Regions from separate parts of the Macaca mulatta genome. Here region 2 is linked to region 1. Evidence: chromatin contacts called from public Hi-C data. All regions are on one chromosome and are shown on one strand. Each heading gives the region's core, a stretch centred on a gene start, on an enhancer-like site or on the middle of the called end of the contact. The rest is flanking DNA. Distances are from core to core; before and after follow the strand shown.

Evidence for each region. A called contact is a pair of places that touch in the nucleus more often than the background predicts.
Region 2: a Hi-C map of cortical neurons shows a contact between it and region 1, with 5 times the contacts expected there. The contact joins the enhancer-like site here to the promoter of ARL1 in region 1. A contact is called at or near these places in 4 of 14 Hi-C or Micro-C datasets (cortical neurons, fetal cortex germinal zone, fetal cortical plate and 1 more).

What each region holds. Positions count from the first base shown.
Region 1 is chr11:108,724,270-108,728,982 of T2T-MMU8v2.0, forward strand. It overlaps ARL1 (ADP ribosylation factor like GTPase 1), which reads right to left and starts at 1,869. Exons shown (of 6, transcript XM_015152578.3): 1 at 1,739-1,869; 2 at 1-110. The coding sequence starts at 1,742.
Region 2 is chr11:109,083,158-109,087,870 of T2T-MMU8v2.0, forward strand. It overlaps GNPTAB (N-acetylglucosamine-1-phosphate transferase subunits alpha and beta), which reads right to left. Exons shown (of 21, transcript XM_077954804.1): 8 at 418-579; 9 at 1-7. Among named protein-coding and RNA genes, the nearest start is that of SYCP3, 36 kb to the left of the region's middle. Within about 2 kb of position 2,049, at least 4 of the 40 cell types and tissues checked have an H3K27ac peak or open chromatin away from gene starts, as enhancers often do. A contact at or near this core is called in cortical neurons, where this site is marked.

The DNA of each region.
Region 1 (4,713 bases), core at 619-3,118:
TTGTAATCTGTACAAAATTGTGGTTTTTCCTGCTCCATCTAATCCCAAAATTAAAATCCTCATTTCCCGAGTTCCAAACAGACTGGAAAATATACTTGAGAAAAAGCCACCTAAAACATAACAAAAGAAAAAACATACACAATGTCATTTTGTGAACTAGGTACACAAAACATCTAATCTTGTCCTTTGAAAGCTATATACCAAATTAAATATTATAATTTCCTGGATGCATAGGTGCATATTTTTGCTCCTAATGAAATATATTATTCAACATCAAACAAGTAATTAGTTATGTTACTATGTCCTAAATATTGTGTCATGCAGGCACAGAAGATAAACCAAAGAATAAGAGAAATATGGCCGCTGTCTTTGGGAATCTCATTTTCTAATCAGCAGAATAGGAATATTTTAATATGATCCCCTCATTACCCCCAAAAACCAAGGGGCCAGTAAGGAAGATAGTGGGACAATGTAATCCTCGCACAGGAAAAGTATTGTACAGCGGCAGTACCACTGTAACCAACTTCAATCAGAGTTCTCCACCAAGCAATGTAACTAGTACAAGAAATTGAGAAAGAAGCTGAAAACAACAATTTTTGACAGAAAACCCATTTTAAAAAATAATAAAGCTCTATCCAATGCATCACAAAATATTCCCAGAAAGCTTCCTGTACACCAAGTATTGTGTAGTATAAAAGCACAGTCCTTTTCCCATCCAGAGCCATTAGAGAAGATTAAAAACAAGTTACATTAACGATACAAAAAAAAATCGTTCACATCAGAAGGGATGCCACACTGTTATTCGGCAAAGACATGGTATAACTAAGAGCTGCCAGTTGAAAAATGAACACCACCACGGGCTAGAGAACCTTGGGAAAGTTCAACAGAATGGGTGTGACTTGACAAAGTCCTTTCTACCATTTACAGGTAGAAGAGAGCCGGAACAAAACTGAAGCGGGTTATGGAAGACAGGACAGCGCCTGTGATGCTTGGGAGCAAGAAGTATGCTCCCCAGAAAACTGTGGAGGGATTTAACCAAGCCAAAGAATCTGCACCTTCATTTGGAGGGTGGGAAACAAGTTAAAGAACGTGCACCCTTATTTGGACCCTAGTGATGCTTGTGAGAATGCAAGTTCCCTCAATCAGTGGGCCAAGAATTGAGAATAAAATTTCATTTATCGACTAGAAATACCCGTATTATTGCATGAAACGCTACAGCAGATGAGCAGACAAACGCCAAACTGGCCATAAAACAACATAAGCAAAACCTGCTCTCGGATTTTTCAAACTGACGCCGTCCCAGCGCCCCTGGTAAAGAGAATAATTAAGCTTCCACTCTGGGGCCGCAGCTCATCTTTCATCAAGAAACCTCAGCGAACCGGCGACTGACGCGTTGCCAGCCTTCGCAAGAACAACTCTGCCCAGCAAGTGGAGCTGGGGATGAGGGAAAACTTCATGATAAGGGGAAAGAACTCGAACCCAGGCTCTGCAGACCCGCGCTGTCCGGGTCCCCGGACCCCGCGGGAATGAAGGGGAACGAGAGACGGCGGAGGAGAACGCGAAAGGCCGGATCCACCCCTAGAAATGAAGATCCGAGGTAAGTTAAGTCCTCGGCGACCCGCCCCCTGAGGAGCTGGCTACTCTAGGGTTCCCCAGCCGGCCCCTCTCCTCCTCTGCACCCCAGCCCTCGGCCGCGGCCGCCTCGAACGCGCCTGGGTGCCCTTCTCGAACCCCTCACCCATGATGAACCGCCTGTCCTCCCTCGCCGATCTTCAGTGATTCCTTGGCCTTCGGCTGCAGCTCCGAGGCGGTTTCCTCGCAAGCCCACTCAGCCAGCAACTTCCACGTCGGACTCCAGGCGGGGGCGGGAGCGAGGGGCAGCTGCGACTGCGCGCCGGGAACTGTGGCCTGAGCATCCACGTCGTCGTTTTCGACTCACGGTCCCCGCTCACTGGATGTAGATACTGTGGACGCCAGAAGAGAAAAATAATTCAAAAGCCTGAAGTATCTCCTGCTTCTGTTTTTCTGTACAGAAAGAGCTTCTGAAATAGAGAAACTGGAATTTTTCTTTTAAATTCTGACACCAAAAAGTGGCGAATCTGACAACTAAAAATGCGAGTCGGGCCTCCATGAGACGTCCCTGTCCGACGCTGGCGCAGGCTGCGGCGTTACAGAGGACGCGTGTCCCGGAGCGCCCGAAGGGGCCAGCCCAACTCTCCCCAGGTGCTTTCTCCCAGAAGGAAACAAGACTACGTAATAATGATAGGAATGGTCCCGCACTGCCAATGCGGAGCAGCCTTACACCTGAGGCCAGTAACTGGAGGTTTTTGTCTTCGCTGTGGCCTGCAGAACAAGGACCTCGCCCGCTTTTCTTCTCGCTGACCGAGCACTTGAGACTGCATTTCTGGGGTCGGCAGTGTGGACTGGCTGGTCACGATCGTGGGGACCAGGGACTTATTCCCTCGAGGGTCGACTGTTGGAAGTAATGTAGGTTTTGATAGTGAAGTGTGTTGAGAGGAGGAAGGAAGCACACCTAGAGGATGTGGAGAAGGAATTTCCCCTAGAGTAATTTCTAAAGGTTGAGCATGTATGTTTTAAAACTTCCCAAAGATCCATTGAAAAGCAAACCTTCCGGCAGGGCGCGGTGGCTCACGCCGGTAATCCCAGCACTATGGGAGGCCGAGGCGGGCGGATCACGAGGTCAGGAGATCGAGACCATCCTAGCTAACACGGTGAAACCCCGTCTCTTAATACAAAAAATTACCCAGGCGTGGTGGTGGGCGCCTGTAGTCCCAGCTACTCGGGAGGCTGAGGCAGGAGAATCGCTTGAACCCAGGAGGCAGAGGTTGCAGTGAGTCGAGATCGTGCCACTGCACTCCAGCCTGGGCGACAGAGCGACACTCCGTCTCAAAAAAAAAAAAAAAAAAAAAAGTAAACCTTCCATCCCTAATACCCTGTATCTCGGTGATCCCCAGTAGTCACTACTGTTAACACTCTCTTAGGTTTTCTTCCAAATCTTATTAATACCTTTGCATATTATGTTTTTATTTATAGTACAGATTTTCATCCATTCAACAGAAGCTTATGGACTGCCTTTTTAGTTTATTTTTAAAGAATTCTTCTGCTTTAAATAAAAATTATATGTATTTATAGTGTACCATGTGATGTTTTCATAGATGTATATGTTGTGAAATGATTATCACAATGAAACTAAATTAACATATCCATCACATCACATAGTTGTGTGTGCGTGTGTGTATATGTTTATTTTGTGCTAAGAATATTTAAGATCGGCCAGGTGTCGTGGCTCAGGCCTGTAATCCCAGCACTTTGGGAGGTCGAGGTGGGCAGATCCCTTGAGACCAGGAGTTGGAGTCCAGCCTGGGCAACATAGTGAGACTCCATCTCTGCAAAAAAATAAAAAAATTAGCCAGGCACAGTGGCACCTGTAGTCCCAGCTACTTGAGACGCTGAGATGGGAGGATCACTTGAGCCTGGGAGGCAGAGGTTGTCATGAGCCGAGATCCTGCCACTATTCTGCTTTCTAATTCTACGAGTTACACTTTTTTTTGACTCTACATATAAGTGGGATCATGAAGTATTTGTGTTTCTGTGCCTGGCTTATTTCCCTTAGCATAAATTCATCCATGTTATCACAAATGACAGGATTTTCTTCTTTTTAAAAGCTGCATAGTATTCATTATGTATATAAATATACATATATATACCACATTCCTATATTTCACATTTTCTTTGTCCATTAGTTCACTCTTAGGTGAGTCCATACTTTGGCTATTATGAATAATGCTGCAATGAGCATGGTGATGCAGATAGCTCTTTGACATAGTGATTTCATTTTATTTGGATATATACCCAGAATATATGGTATATATGTATATATTGTATATATGGTATATATACATATATGATATGTAGTATATACTATATGGTTTACACTGTAGTTCTATTTTTAATTTTTTGAGGAGCCTCCATACTGCCTCCCATAATGGCTGTACCAATGTACATGCTCACCAACCACGCCTATTTTGGTTTTGACTTGTTTGCAGACCCCTCTAGTTGTCTAGGTTCTGAACTAGGTTTGCCTGTTGTTCTCACCCTTGCCCCCAAAACCACAGGTTCACGGAAATTTTCCTGCAAGGAAAAGTTTGTTTATTTTTATTTTTGTTAATGGTTTGAGAAGGGGAGAAGAGCTCTTTACCTAAACACCCAAACCTTTCTAAGCCTATCCTTTGTAAGCACTGTGTGGTCTAATTATTGGACCTCTGTGCTTATGATTCTATAATACCTCCTCTTAAACAAGATTAGTTTGCTGCTACTTGAAAGATCTTGGCCATTACTACTTCAAACTTACGTCGATGTCAGATTTATATTTGAGTATGATGTATGTAATTCTTGAAAATAGAGATTCCCTTTAAAAGAGAACTAAGGCCAGGCACAGTGGCTCATGCCTGTAATCTCAGCCCTTTAGGAGGCCGAGGTGGGTGGATCACCTGAGGTCAGGGGTTCAAGACCAGCTCGGGCAATGTGGTGAAACCCCATCTCTACTAAAAATGCAAAAATTAGCTGGGCGTGGTGGCAGGTGCCTGTAATCCCAGCTACTCGGGAGGCCGAGGCAGGAGAATCTCTTGAACCTGGGAGGTGAAGGTTGCAGTGAGCTGAGATTGCCCCACTGCACTCCAGCCTAGGCGTCAG
Region 2 (4,713 bases), core at 799-3,298, 360 kb after region 1:
GCTTAGACTGAGAAAAACCCTTGGCACATGAAGATGTGAAATACCCCTTAAGTCACACCTCCTCCTCTTTGTCCCTTCCTTCTGCCCCATCTGCTCTCAAGGTGCTCTGGCAGACTTTTAACAATGGAGTCTTAATTTTAAACATTACAAAAAATGCAGAAGATCAGTATATATATTTTTAAACCCAAAATTCAAACAGACAGCATTTCTCTAACACACTTTATAAAAAAGGTTATTGGATCTGATTCTAGGTCACTTCAGTTAATACCAAACCAACGGCAGTGACTGGAAAATTAGAAAAGTTCCAATCAACTCACCTCTCTGTAAGTCCCCTTTCCTCTTCTAATACAGTAACTTACACATTTTTAACATCCTAACTCTTGATTTGGGTTGTAAAAGCTTCTGTGCATCCCTTACCTGGCTGATAGCACTCAGATCCCATAATAAATATGCAGGACTTATGGTCAGTTCTTTTCCATCAATGGTCATGTTCTTCTTAGTTTGCTTGTTCAATTCTTGAAAATCCTTGGGGTTATTCAGTTTCAGAAGTGCTACACTGGCCTCTGAATACAACTGCAACTATCAAATAACAAGAGGATTACACATGAAAAGACTGAGTCTCAAGGATGAGGCACCTTCAAATTCCCAGTCTGCTCTTTAATCTTTCTTTTTTTTTTTTTTTTTTTTTTTTTGAGACGGAGTCTCGCGCTGTCACCCAGGCTGGAGTGCAGTGGCCGGATCTCAGCTCACTGCAAGCTCCGCCTCCCGGGTTCACACCATTCTCCTGCCTCAGCCTCCCGAGTAGCTGGGACTACAGGCGCCCGCCACCTCACCCGGCTAATTTTTTGTATTTTTTAGTAGAGACGGGGTTTCACCGTGTTAACCAGCATGGTCTCGATCTCCTGACCTCGTGATCCGCCCGTCTCGGCCTCCCAAAGTGCTGGGATTACAGGCTTGAGCCACCACGCCCGGCCTTTTTTTTTTTTTTTTTTGAGATAGAGTCTCGCTCTGTCGCCAGGCTGGAGCACAGTGGCGTGATCTTGGCTCACCTCAACCTCCGCCTCCAGGGTTCAAACGATTCTCCTTCCTCAGCCTCCCAAGTAGCTGGGACTACAGGAATGCATCACCACGGCCAGCTGATTTTTGTATTTTTAGTAGAGACAGGGTTTCACCATGTTGGCCAGGCTGGTCTCCACCTCCTGACCTCAGGTGATCCGCCTGCCTTGGCCTCCCAAAGTGCTGGGATAACAGGCGTGAGCCACCACAACCACCCTGATCTTTAATCTTGAAATGGTAAGACAATATCAAAACACAACAAAAAGACCTACACAGACCAGATGCATTTCCCAAATGAATGTTAACAAAACAGGCATCTAAAAATAAGAAGGAGTGGTAAAGGCAGTGGCAAACTCGACACCTCAGAGCCATCTGAAAGCTGCAACCACTCAGTGGCACCAAGTGCTGCCAGTCTCCTCAGAGGCAAGAATCCCCAACTGCTGTATGAAATCTCCCCAATTTTTCAATGTTGGCTCAAATGATTTTTGACTTCTTTGCAAATATGCCTGCTGGCCAACAGTTTTGTGACTTTTCTTCTAGAATATTATCAATCTGCTTATATTGGGCTTAAAACCTGCAATGTAATTAACCTTGCTGGAATTGGTGACAAGCACATCTGCTAGTCGGGTGTCTGAACAGCTTTTGTGCCACATGCCCGGGAGGAGCATCTTCGGCAGGGCTGCCTGAAGTGCTTCCATGGGAAAACTAGCTTTCGGAGCAAAGCTTTTGGGGCAATCATAAATCTAAGAGTGAACATCACAAACATCAAGTTCTACAAACAGGCTTTGCCACCCCTACCAAAGTCCACACCACGCTTTATCTGTTGTCTGTTCTGACTCTGTATCACGCAACTTCCTACGAAGAGGCTTTCATCACTCAGGAAAAGTGGAGAGGCCTGAAAACCACAAATGTAGGATAGTAAAATCCTTCTCCTGAACTAGTGCTTCTAAAAGAGCCTATGGTTTTCTTTCTCAATCTATAAAACAGAAGCAAACACAAATTATTATGAGCTTATTCTGAGCTCTTCTGTTTGCTGCATGACTATTCTTAGCTCATTTTCTAAGCAGTTTCCTAAGCGTACGTAGTCCAAAACACCAGAGGTTAGAGTTAGAAATTTCATTTATATCTTTTCCCCTTATTACATAGGCCATTAACTCTTCTCACAGATTAGGTGCATGTGTGAGCACCTGCAGGTGCTTGTAACTGTCTTCCTGACTCATCACTTTCTTTTACCTCTTTTACTTAGTGAGTGCCTGGCATATATTTAGCACTCGCTAAGCTGGTTCTCACTGAGTCACTATCTTGCCTCGGCATATGTGCCGGGTGTTGGGAGGCAGGCCACGCAGGGGATTAGTAGTCTGCCTGGGTCCCTGTCCTCCCTCTCACAGCACCCCAAAGCATTTCTGAGGGCTCCCTGGAGAGAAAAAGTCACTATTCTAGAATAATTTATTTATTTACTTATTTTTATTTCTATTTTTTGAGATGAAGTCTCACTTTATTGCCAAGGCTGGAATACAGTGATGTGATCTCAGCTCACTGCAACCTCCATCTCCCGGGTTCAAGTGATTCTCCTGCCTCAGCCTCCCGAATAGCTGGGATTACAGGCATGCATCACCATGCCCAGCTAATTTTTTTTTGTATTTTTAGTAGAGGCAGGATTTCACCACATTGGCCAGGCTGGTCTCCTGACATATGATCCACCCGCCTTGGCCTCCCAAAGTGCTGGGATTACAGGCATGAGCCACCAGGCCTGGCCCCCATCTCCCGTTTCTCAAGGGGCATCAGTGTCTGGTTCAATCACAGCTTCGTTATCAATTTCTAGATCACTTTCCTCACTTGAAGGCTCGTCTGTGTTTATGTTTTCCTCCACCTTCTTACTACCTGTTTTTGTTTTTAATTCCTTGGTATTTTCGTCTGATTTATAATAGCTTTCTGAGTAGCACGTGGTACTTCACCCCCATGCTCTCCACACACTCCCTCAGGAAGCACATTTCCTCGGTGTGCAGACTGCTCGGATCCTGCTTATACATTTTCACGAAGTCCTGAAGCTCGTTCACTTTGCGAAGGTCCAGGGTCGGAAGGCAGTGGGCGAAGCTGAGGGGCTGCAGGCCAGTTTTGGGCCCAGGTGCTGGCTTGGCATCACCTCGAAGACGAGGTGTGTCTAGTTTAATTTCATAACTTGTACTGGCCCTTTGTTTGGTAAGAAGGTATATCACTAAAATTATTCTTTTATTAGAAGCCTTGCCTAGGGTTGGTTTCTAATTATATGGGCATAAAAGAGCAAGAAGAGGTTTTTCTACAGTAACTATACAATAATTCGGAAAGAGATGAAAATTAATGACGTTAAAGTAATATTTACATGTATGAGAAAGATTTTCTGCCACCGTAAAAAGGGTGGGGAAGTACCCTCTGAGAGCCACTAGGTGGCAGCCCAATCCTGAACATCATTATTACTTTTGTCAGCCGAGAGGAGGTAGTGGGAAGACTAGTTGTAGTTTGTGCCTAAGGTTGGAGTTCGTGGCTTGGGCAATTGTGGGCAACTGCCTCCATATATAGCATCTTACTTTAAATTATAAGTTTACATAAATTATAAGTTTCTGCAAAAAGGAACAACTTCTATGCCCACCCCCTACAGACCCACAGTGAACAACAACATGTGGCATGACTAAGAAATAAAGCTTTGTTGTTTTTAGCCATTGAGATTCCAGAATGTCTGTTCCAGCAGCATCATCTAGAATAACATGACTGATACACCTGGCACTTGTAGGAGTATGAGGCAAGGGCAGACAGACAGACGGAGAACTAAATGGTGGTTGAGGCCAAGGCCTGGGTAGGCTACAATGATTGAGCAACTGATGGATCAATTCGAGTCAAGGAAAGACAATACAGATGATGGTCAGGAGAAGCAGTGTTGCAGAACCCAAGAGAAAAAAATATTAATTCTGGTATATTTCTAAAGACAAAAAACAAGCATCAAAATTAAGGGACAAGAAACAAAATTAAGTGGGTTTTGTAATTAGTAGCTCAATGGAGACCAATTTCAATGGCATGACAGATATGGAAACCAGATTTCAAGTGCTTGATACTTCACAGTTAAACTTCTAGATACAATATGTACATAAGTATGTATATATTGGAAGCAAATCTAACACATTTTGTACACTGTATAACATAGGACAGGGATGATAAAACAATCCCAGAAGTATTAAATTCAGTATAATTCAGTATAAATGACCAAGTCACAAGATACAAGAATTGAAAAAACAGTGTAAATAATCTTCGCTTTTAAATTCTACAAATGATTAACTATCAAGGCAAGATTAGAGTATATTAATATAAAACATATAGAACCACTTTAAAATATTGCTAATTGTGAGAATAATAAACAGTTCGTTCTACTGTTCTCAGCATTGTAGCCTATATTTAAAAATTGGCTTTAAAAACAATAGTAGTCAACAAATACAAGTAAGTTTGAATGCATGTTTTTAAGTCAACCAAAAACAATGAGTGCAAAAGAGAAAGTATCCTTTTAAGGCAGACAAAATAGTTGTATTTTAAGATAAGCCTTAGTTAAAAATCATGATATCGAACTGGTCATTTCTGAATGCCACAAAGAAAGGCTGTGTCAAGTTGTCTAAACAATCACATATCTGCAAA